2 separate regions of the Rattus norvegicus genome follow, and region 1 is linked to region 2. Evidence: chromatin contacts called from public Hi-C data. All regions are on one chromosome and are shown on one strand. The core of a region is the stretch at or near the end of the contact, and the rest is flanking DNA. Distances in the headings are between cores, read along the strand shown.

The links. Hi-C and Micro-C count contacts between places; a contact is called where the count stands out from the background.
Region 1: a Hi-C map of the A7r5 cell line shows a contact between it and region 2, with 1.9 times the contacts expected there. The contact joins the enhancer-like site here to the promoter of Kat2b in region 2. A contact is called at or near these places in 3 of 12 Hi-C or Micro-C datasets (the A7r5 cell line, Schwann cells and psoas muscle).

The regions. Positions count from the first base shown.
Region 1 is chr9:6,882,544-6,887,751 of GRCr8, forward strand. It overlaps Kat2b (lysine acetyltransferase 2B), which reads left to right. Exons shown (of 18, transcript NM_001024252.2): 10 at 1,473-1,681; 11 at 3,046-3,172. Among named protein-coding and RNA genes, the nearest start is that of Sgo1, 39 kb to the right of the region's middle. Within about 2 kb of position 1,943, at least 7 of the 93 cell types and tissues checked have an H3K27ac peak or open chromatin away from gene starts, as enhancers often do. A contact at or near this core is called in the A7r5 cell line, where this site is marked.
Region 2 is chr9:6,795,790-6,801,230 of GRCr8, forward strand. It overlaps Kat2b (lysine acetyltransferase 2B), which reads left to right and starts at 3,356. Exons shown (of 18, transcript NM_001024252.2): 1 at 3,356-3,940. The coding sequence starts at 3,692.

The sequences.
Region 1 (5,208 bases), core at 693-3,192, 85 kb after region 2:
AGGTGCCCAAAGAGGCCAGGAAAGGATGTCAGATACTCTGGCCTGGAGTTACAGGCAGTTGTGAGCTCCCAGTGTGTTTTCTGTAGGACCCACACTCGGGTCCTCTCGAAGAGCAGTGCATATTCTTAACCACAGAGCCATCTTTCTAACACTCTACAATATTGTCTTAAAAATAACTTTTGTGTTGATACATGTGTTCACATGGGTGCAGCAGGATACCAGTGCCCGTGTGTGGCAGATGCTCTCAAAACAAAAACAAACACAGAATTTGGTTTTTGACCAATCTCAGTAGTCACCTTGCTCTGCCGTTGACCACCAGATCCACTTGAACTCCTAGGTGCAGGTGTACACCCTGGTCCTCATATTGTGAGGCAAGTGCTTTAGTCACTGTGCTGTCTCCTCAGCCCTTCTAAAATGTTTTCTATAGGTTCTCTTACAGAACAGTTTTCCTAAGCAGAAGTGATGTGTATACTCCCTGTCACTAGAGAAGCTGAGGCAGGAGGATGTTAGTTCAAGGCCAGATTATACATACAAGCAAGACCCTGTCTCTGAAACAACAACAACGTTTTCTGATGCCTAATCCATAGAAAATATAATGCAGATGCACACATTAACTTTTCGCAATGCTGACTTGTCTACTGACTTCATTCACTTACTTTTGTGTCTGTGGTTTCTCAGGCCTATGTATGTGTAAAGTCTAGAAGAGGGTATTCAGTATCTTCCCCTCCAACTTTCTTCAAGCCTTTCTAGATGGGGTCTTCTTTTCTTTTCTTTTCTTTTCTTTTCTTTTCTTTTCTTTTCTTTTCTTTTCTTTTCTTTCCTTTCCTTTCCTTTCCTTTCCTTTCCTTTCCTTTCTTTTCTTTTCTTTTTCGGAGCTGGGGACCGAACCCAGGGCCTTGCGCTTGCTAGGCAAGTGCTCTACCACTGAGCTAAATCCCCAACCCCTCGAGATGGGGTCTTTTTTTTTTTTTTTTTTGGTTCTTTTTTTCGGAGCTGGGAACCGAACCCAGGGCCTTGCGCTTCCTAGGTAAGCGCTCTACCACTGAGCTAAATCCCCAGCCCCTCGAGATGGGGTCTTAACCTGGGGCTCTTGCTTATTTTCTTGGCTAGGCTGGAAGCCAGCAAGCCCCAGTGACCCTTCTGTCTATGCCTTCTGTGGAGCTGGGGTTACAAGTGTACAACAGGATGCTCCTGGCTTATTCCGTGGATACTGGGATCCACACTCCGGTCTGCCTGATTATACAGTAGATCCTTTAACTGCTGAGTCATCTACCTAGCCTACTTAATCCACCTTTCCATTTTGTCTTCATAACTTGTGGGGCGAGGAGGCACAGGTACTCCTGTGCCCATGTAACTAAGACCCTGAAATTCACCTCAGAGTATTGTTAGAACGCAGAATGATGTCACGTGATCCAGTCCACCACTTTCAAAGAAAAGCCCATTGTAATCTATTCTTGTCTTCTGGATCTCAGACCAATTTTCTGTCAGCACATTCGGCCAGAGATGAGGCCGCAAGGCTGGAAGAACGCAGGGGCGTCATTGAATTCCACGTGGTGGGCAATTCCCTGAACCAGAAACCAAATAAGAAGATGCTGATGTGGCTGGTGGGCCTACAGAATGTGTTTTCCCACCAGCTTCCCCGCATGCCCAAAGAGTACATCACACGGCTTGTCTTTGACCCGTAAGTTCAACTCATCTTCCTTATTCCTTCTCCAGTACAGGGGGAATAATTCAGATAGTGACACTCGGCCTTTGGAATGCAGCTGCCTCCTGTCCTGCTATTGACAGACTCACTGATATAATTTTTCATGGCAAGATCACTAGGATTAACTTATCAACAATTTTTACACGTTCTTATTAATAGACTGAAATTTTATAGCTTAAGTTGCCGGGGTTGGTGAGATGACTCAGCGGGTAAAGTCTTTTGGGTTGCTGCCAAGCCTGACGATCTGCGATCAATCCCCGGGGCCTATGTGGTAGAAGGCGAGAAGCAACTCTCACAAACTGTTCTCTGACTTCAACACATGAGTGACGTTCACTTATGTGACTGTGTGTGCTCGCACACACTCAGCTCTACACACGAATGAATGAATGAAGTAACACAAAAAGCTGATGTACCACTTTCTTTTTTAGCCATGGAACATAGCAACACTAGGGCAGTACTAGGGTGTTTTAGTTCATAGTCAATACATTCTTGTCTTTGTTGTAGTAACCGTGTACCACTGTAGACCATGTACCCATAGGTAGGGTTGCTCCAAAGTGTCATTGGATCTTCAGATGAAGTACAGTGGACAGCACAATCTGTTATGCCATATGCTCTGTAAACCTTGGGAAAATTATTGGGATTTAGGATAGGTTAACCTAGAAAATCGAAAAACTGAAACAAAACAGCCAAGGATGAGGATGTAGCTCAGGGCTCCCCTAGCATGAACAAAGCCCTAGGTTTATTACACAGTTCTACAAACAAACAAAATAAAAAACAAAACAAAACAAACAAACAAACAAAAAACCCCAACAACAAGTAGGCAGATGTCTCCGGCTGGCTATATTTTGACCTAGTTATTCAGACAGCCTGTGTGAAATGCGTCCTGTGCATCTGGCAAGTCAGAGTGAGACAGTCTGGTGAGATTCCACACTGCGGGGCTTGACAGATCCTACATGTGAATGTTGTGTTTTTTGGTATAATGTCACTATCTGTGTAAGTGTGAACTCTTCAGAAATGCGTGCCATTCTGTGTACAGCTTTGAGCTCTCTCTCCACCTCCCATAGCCCGTGCCTAGGCATTGGGATGCCGGTTTCAGAGCCTCTCCAAGCACACACCTACGGGCTCAGGCTCTTCTTAGGGAAGGCTTCCTTTGTTTTGGTGGGAGCTCTGATAAAGTAGGCTTGCCTCCTAGAGTCCAGGGAAATGGCTGCTTAGAATCTAGATGAAAGAATTTCCCCCATCCGCCTCCAAGCCTCTTTAGCCAACAAGGAACATCTCCAAACATGTTTTACATAACCCAAAAAGATAAAACTTTGACTCGACCTTATTTTATTTTTCAGGAAACACAAAACCCTTGCTTTAATTAAAGATGGCCGTGTCATTGGTGGTATCTGTTTCCGGATGTTTCCATCCCAGGGATTTACAGAGATTGTTTTCTGTGCGGTAACCTCAAATGAACAGGTCAAGGTAAGAGACACCCAGGACCTTAGCAGGGAAGCGGAGGCAGTGCTGTGCTGGGCTGTGCCGCACGGGAGTTCCCTCTAGGCTCGTCTCAGAGGGGCAGGCCTTCCTTAGAAGTTCTCCACTGTGTGTGTGTGGGGACAGTGCACTGGCCTGAATATTCTCAGTAGGGTTACACACAGGCTTTGTCCAAGCTGAGCATGTATTCTGACAGATGGCAGACAGAGGTTTGAAAGTATACCTGTGATTATTGTTAATTTACATGTAACAGATGCAGAAAATCAGATGGGCAGACAGACACAGACACGGACACACACACTCACACACACAGAGACAGACACAAATAGACAGATACAGAGAGACAGACACAAGTAGACAGACAGACACACATACACGATTTAGTTATCTCACACACTTAAGTGGGAGTCTCATGACCTTGTCTGTAGAGATGAGTATTAAGGAAACCCCAGAAGGGGTTGAATGTGATGGCCCACAGATTTAATCCCAGTAAGTAGGAAGGAGAGGTAGGCAGATCTCTGAATTTGAGGCCAGCTTGGTCTACCTATTATATTAAGTCCAGGATAGCCCAGAAGACCCTGTCTAAAAATAAAAACAGGCAGAAAAATTATGACAAATTTCAATATAAACAAAGTATTTACATGCATTTGGTTCTGAGCATTCCCTTGAACCCAGAGGTCTGTTTAGCATTTTGCCACACAGAGCTGAAACCCTATTCCCTCACGTAGGTTTTGGTCTTGCTGGAGTACTCCTCTGCCCCTCCCATGTTGTCTCTGGCACAGGTCCTCTGTTCCTTGGAGGTAAAACTGTGCTTTCTTAGGGTTGACTTGGTTTGCCCGGAATAACCCAGATGTGCTGGGTCCAAAGAGCTCTAGACCCTGTCAGATTCTACTCTTTCTCTGAGGACGTGGCTTTCATCTAAGAACGTTATGCTTTTTTAGCATTCAACTCTAGAGCAGTGGTTCACAACTTTCCTAAAGCTGCAACCCTTTAATACAGTTCCTCATGCTGTGCCGACCCCCAGACTGAAAATTACTTTGGTTACTACTTCACAACTGTAATTTTGCTAGTTATAAATTGTAACGTAAATATCTGATATGCAGGATATTTGATATCTGACCGGAAAGGGGTTAAGACCCACAGGTTGCGGACAGATGCAAGCATGTGAAGAAACCCTGTCAATAGGGGCTGTGAATAGTTTAGGGGTCAGTGGCAGCTGCACAAAGAGTTGTTTTAGGGCCTGAGGCAAGTTGTTCAACAGAATATGTGGAGACTGCACACACGAGCCATCAACGTATGTAGTCTAAACTTTTTAGAAAATCTACTTCAAAAAAGCAGGTAAAGGCAGGAGAGGTCATTTTTTTCAAGTATATTTCACTGAACTTAAAATTCAGCATCATGAGGAATTGTCAACATCGTCTATATTCTCTGCACTAAGGCTTTGAAACTGCGGTGTAGTTTACACCCACAGCCTGCCCCGCCCAGTTTGCACTGGCCACACTCAAGAACTCAGTGGGCACAAGAGGCTGTTGGCTTCTGTGCTGGGCAGTGCAGGGCTAAGGAGTCTATTAGCTCTTTCAGATTCGAAGAAGGACTGCCATTTACAAAACCCCAAAATAAGTCACTGGAAGAAATTATTTTTCTGTTTAAAGTGTGGTTAGGTTTGGGTACTTTTGCTTTCTTGTACTGTTCAACACCCCTCCCCCATCCTATCCCCTTTAAAGACAAAAAGTCTTATGGGATTTATGGTGGTCTCATATTTGCTATATAGTGGCCTCAAACTCCTGGTCCTACTGCTTCTATTTCTCTCTTTCTTTATGGTTGTGAGGTCTCACTTTGTAGCTCCTGCTCTCTGAAACTTTTTATGTAGGTCAGGCTGGCCTTGAATTTAGTATTCTTGTATTAATTTCTAGACTGCTGGGGGATTATAGCTGTAAACCTAGCTCTTCATGTTTTGTTTATTTGGGCTTTTTTTTTTTTTTTCTCTTTTAGACAGAGTCTCACTGTGTAGTTGTAGTCGCCAT
Region 2 (5,441 bases), core at 2,106-4,605:
CTCAAACCTTTCCATTCTCAAGAAGGCTAATTGTTGTTTTCAGGTGAGGTTTCTGTAGTTCAGACTGGCCTGGAACTTATCACCTAGACTAGGCTAGCCTTGAACTCACAGAAACCCATCCCCCACCTTCGCTTTTCTCTCCCCTCGAGGATGCACCGCCACATCCACCCCTCGATCCCATCACCCGTTTTTCGAGATAATATTTACATCCGGTGGCACAGACAAATCTGAAGTGGACAAATAATCCGGGTAACAATGGGCAGACGTGGAACGTAATACCCTCTTGGCCTTTGTCAATGTCATGATGTGAGAAACCTGATCAAAGTAAAAGAAAAAAATGTCAAAAAGAACTTGATCTGAGAACAGCAGTCACTTAGTTGTGTCCGAAAGATGAATAGGCCTTAGTATGCCAGTCCTTGAGGATAGACCCCCTTCACGATGAGCACTGTTCTCTCCTATTTACATGGCAACAGAACTTTTAATCTAATTAAGTAACTTCAAGGTAGGGTCTCATTGTGTAGCCTTGCTGGCTTCCGGATCATTAGGTACCCAAGACTGGCTTTTAACTTGCTTCCAATATCTGGGATTACAATCGGGAATCATTACCCCAGGCTACCACACCATTCTGTAGAAAGGGAAGTATGGCAATTGCCCATCCTTAGAATTTAAAATACCTTAGGAAAGAGAGGAGGGTGGGAGTAGCAGGCTTTCTTGAGATCCATTCCGGAAAGCGCGGTCCCCGGTCCCCCCCCCCCCCCCCCCCCACCTCGCGCGCCAAAGCTTGGCTATTTAAAAAGAATCGTTTTGGGTTTATTGGTTTTAAGTGTGTGTGTGTTTTGCCTGTATGTAACGTATGCATGTGTCCCATGTGCTTGCCTGGTACCCATGGAGGTCGGAAGGAGTGGATCTCTTGGAACTGGAGTTAAAATGGCTGTGAGTGGCCATGTGGATGATAGGAATTGAACCCGGGTTCTCTGCAAAAGCAACAGTGCTCTGAACTGCTGCCCACCTCACCAGCACCAAGCCTGGCTATTTTACGTGCTTGTTTTTACTTTTTGAGACAGGATCTCACTATGTAGCCTACCAGCCTCTGCCTTCTAAGTGCTGGGATTACCGGCATGAGTAACCAGTGCCTACATAGGTTTCTTTTCTAAAACATTACCTTTAATCTACTCTGCGACACTTTTTTTTTCTTTTTAGACAAAGATAAGGAACTCAGATCTATTTCTGACTGGGTGGAGATAAGACATTTGAAGCTGCCTGAAACAAAACACACGGGTCTCAAAGACTATTCCCTCCCATCTGGGCCTGTCAAATCACCAGCTGTATACATGCTTTTAATAATCCCAGCTCTCAGAAGGCAGAGGCAGGAGGACTTATGTGAGTTCATGGGTGGCCAGCCTGGTTTACAAATTGAATTCCAGGACAGCTAGGCCATCTGTCTCAAAACCCTGTCTCGAAAAGCGACAAAATATCATCTGCCCAGGTGACCAGTTTTTAGGAAAACTGATATACCCACAAACACATTAAGGAGATGGGAAAAGTTTTCAACCTCTTAAATGAGATGATGTTCTTATACTTACCCATAAGCCCCTCTGTGCAGTCACTTACAGGCTGCTAGACTGACTGCTATACTTGCTGACCTCTTAACTCAAAAGGTTTATTTTTGACTTTCCCACCGTTCTTCTTTGGTTTCTGGCCAAAAGCATAAGAATACTGTCCCCCGACCCTCTGGGCATTCTCTGCTTTTCTCTGAAGGATATACACACCCCAACCCACCTTCTGTACAGCTGCTTACACCCCATCCAGCTCCAAGAGCAGAGCAGACTTTCTTTTCTGGACTCTAAAAATGAGCCAGTTTCTCTCTTCCTTCTCTGTTTTCTTCTGGGCAGCCGCCAGGATTTATAGCTCACTGCAATACAATGGGCCTCAAGCTTCCTTCAGAATCCATTTAAAAAGTGTTAGAAGAAGGACACTAGGAACAGACAAGAGAACCTACATCCCCCAATAATGGTTTAATGACAGACATTATTGTAGGAGCAGCTGTAGAAAGGACAGGACAGCGATGTAAAACCTGATGAGTTTTTCTGTTTGTTTTCTTTTTCTTGCTTGTTTGTTTATATACAAGATTTCACTGCGTAGTCCTGGCTGACCTGGAACTCTTAACTTAGACTAGAATGCCTAAAACTCAGAGACTGGCCTGTCTCTGATTCTGTAATTCTGAGGTCAAAGGTGAGGACCAACACACCTGGCCTTATCGGTTTATTAATTAATTAATTAATTAATTGTTGAGGAAAGAGTCTCACTCTATTGAGCTTCCACAGTGGGCTAAGGTCAAGCCTAGGTAGGGGGCGTTGGTCAAATATAGGCCAGGAAGACTGCAATTTCCCAGCCGTAGGCTTCATTCCTTTGAGAAGAAACTCCCCCCCCCCCCCCCCCCCCCGCATAGCATTGCTCTGCGTTAAAAGGACACAGAATCTGGAAAAACGCATCTTGAAACATAAAGTGTAATTTTTAGCAGGACCGACTGGTAAACGAGTATTTGCAAGGGAAAGCACATCCCATATGGCTGGAGTTCAGCAGGAGCTGCCAAGCTTGTGAGACAAACCAATCACAAACTCATTACGATCATTGTCCCACATCATGACTATGCTTGCTCCGCAGAATTAGGGCACTTGAAACGGTGCTGACAGGCAATGCAGGGCTTTTCAAGTCGCTTTAGAAAGGTTGACCCATGGTGAACAACCGAAACAACCTCTTTCTGCCATCAGAGACAGGGACAATAATTTTGCTTTTGAAGTTTAAGTCAAAATTGGTATCACTTTCCTGGACGCTGTCTTTCTGGTTAACTTGCATGCCCGGATTTCGTCTTTGAAAATATAATAGACAATAAACTAGCAGCAGACTTTAGCCAGCCCGGAGTGAACCCTGCAGGCAGACTCATTTCAAACTTTTTCCACGCGTTTAGTTTTCATTTTGCCGACATGTAATGTACTCTAACCAACAAGTATTATATACGTGTGAATACACACACACACACACACACACACAGAGAGAGAGAGAGAGAGAGAGAGAGAGAGAGAGAGAGAGAGAGAGAATTGAGTCTTCTCTCTTTGGTCATATTCGGTTCAGAAACTACCAGGGAAAGAGGATGGGGAAGAATCCTTAAAAGAAAAAGTTTAGCCCAAAGTAAAAAAAAAAAAAAAACACAAAAAAACAAAACACCCCTTCACGCCATGATTTTGGTGAATTAGCAACAAAGAGGAGGATTGGCCGCTGACGGGTACTTCTGGAAAACATTTTTTCCTCCGGCTCCCGCTAGGGTGGAGGAAGTTGGGTCTCGGCGCGGGAGGGTGTCAGGCCCAGGGACGCCAGCAGCGCAGGGCGGCAGGTGCCTGGGCTGCAGCGGCCCGGCCTCGCGGGTCGCCGGTCACCTACGGGCCCTGGCGCTCCGGGCGGGCGGCTACGCTTGCAGCAGCATGCCGGAGGCCCAGGGGAGCAGAGCGCGGTCAGGGCGCTCGGGCCCGCTAGCGTCCTAGCCTCCCGGGGAGGCGCGGGGGCCTGCGATCGCTGGCGGCCGAGCGCGGCGGGGGCGGGGAGGGCGCAGGGCGGCGGCCGAGGGGGGAGGGTCTCGGCTCCGCCACCGGCGCCCGCGGGGACCCTGGCGGCTGCGGGTGACAGTCGGGGCGGCATGGCTGAGGCTGGTGGGGTCGGGCCCCCAGCACTGCCGCCCGCGCCCCCGCACGGTTCTCCCCGGACCCTGGCCACCGCCGCCGGGAGCTCTGCTTCCTGCGGGCCAGCGACCGCCGTGGCCGCGGCGGGCACGGCAGAAGGACCGGGAGGAGGCGGCTCGGCCCGGATCGCCGTGAAGAAGGCGCAGCTGCGCTCTGCTCCGCGGGCGAAGAAACTGGAGAAACTCGGCGTGTACTCCGCCTGCAAGGTACCCGCTGGGAAGAACACAATCGCGGGGTCACGGGCGGGCCGGGACCCCCACCCCTCCCCCACCGTACTCCCAGCTTCCCGCCGGCACCGCGGAAGTGCTACATTCTCTACGCGCGCTCTGCCGCTGCGGCTCGCACAGCGTCTCACTGGGGCAGGGGTAGGGGGTCATCTAGATCTGGCTGTGTTCTTCTTCTGGGAAGGATGAGTCTTGGCTTTCGAGCGCTCGGGGTACTCTGGGGCTTTTCCTCTCTGTAGGAACTCGCCGGAGCCCTTTCACAGGGAGCGTAACTGTGCTTGGTGTGGCGGATCAGTCGGGGCTGGGAAGCAGCATTTTGGGGTTGGGGGCATCTTAATGTGTCTCCCTGCGTTCTCTCTCCCCATTGAGCCCCGCTAGGAGGAGCTGGGCTGTGGAGTGAGCGTCCAGAAGTGTCCTGGAATCCTGGCGCTCCGCGGGAGTGAAGGGGCGGAGCACGGGGTGGGAGGTGGGCACTGCCCCAAGCCCGGGTCCTTTGGCGCCTGGCGGCCTCGGCCGTGCGGCGACGGCCCTGTCATTATTGTTATTACTTATTTAAGCGAAAGCGCGATCCTGGCGGCTTAGAGTGTAAACAGGGTCTGGCAAGGTGACAGCCCGGGCGGCGAGCGGGTCTGCTCAGTTTGAGCACAGCTTTCTTGTCATTTTCCCTCCCAGAGGGTTTTAGGCACCTCGGGGCATCCAGCTATAGAGCACGTGTAGGGGGGCTCTGCTCCCCAGGCCGCATTGGAGAGCTACTCCGCGCTGTAGACCGCGGCTTTGTTTTGACAGGGTGACAGCAGAAGTGGGGCGGGGACTTGGCCTTGTTAGCTCGCGCGGCCTGTGGTTGGGACCGGGGAGAGGCGCACTCACACCTCCCTTCAGAGTTGCTTGCTGTCAAAGGAGTCACGTCCCCAGCATTCAGATTCTCATCCCCACTTCCGACTGTACAGCGAGGATGAATAAACCTGGTAGATGACATTCCTCCCGGGGGATTCTTGTTGTAATGTTTACTGGAGCTTCAAGGACCTTGGATGGTCTCAAGCATGGCCTTCCATTGTGACCAACTCCTGTTTATCCATGCTGTCACCCTCTATTTAGGTCGTGCACCCGCTGTGCCTTCCTGAGAGGGCACCAGTGCAGTGCTTTATACACATTGATAAGCTTTGTGATCGCTCTCTTGGAACTGCTGTTGCTAAATTAGGAGGTTGGGGTGGGGTCTGAGGATTTACATTTCTAATAAAGCCCCAGGAGTTGCGGAGTGGCAATTGAGAATACTTTCTTCGAGAAGCAAGTATATTACTACTTTTGAATTCTTCAAAGGAGCCGAGAAATACTAACGCCACGTGGTGTATCCTAAGGTTTGCAAAAATAAAATTGAAGTACGTGTCGAAGAAATGGGAAAAGCAAGGGGTTCTACTCCAATAGCTAAAGACTTCCTTTTTTTTTTTTTTTTTTTTTTTCTTTTTTTCGGAGCTGGGGACCGAAC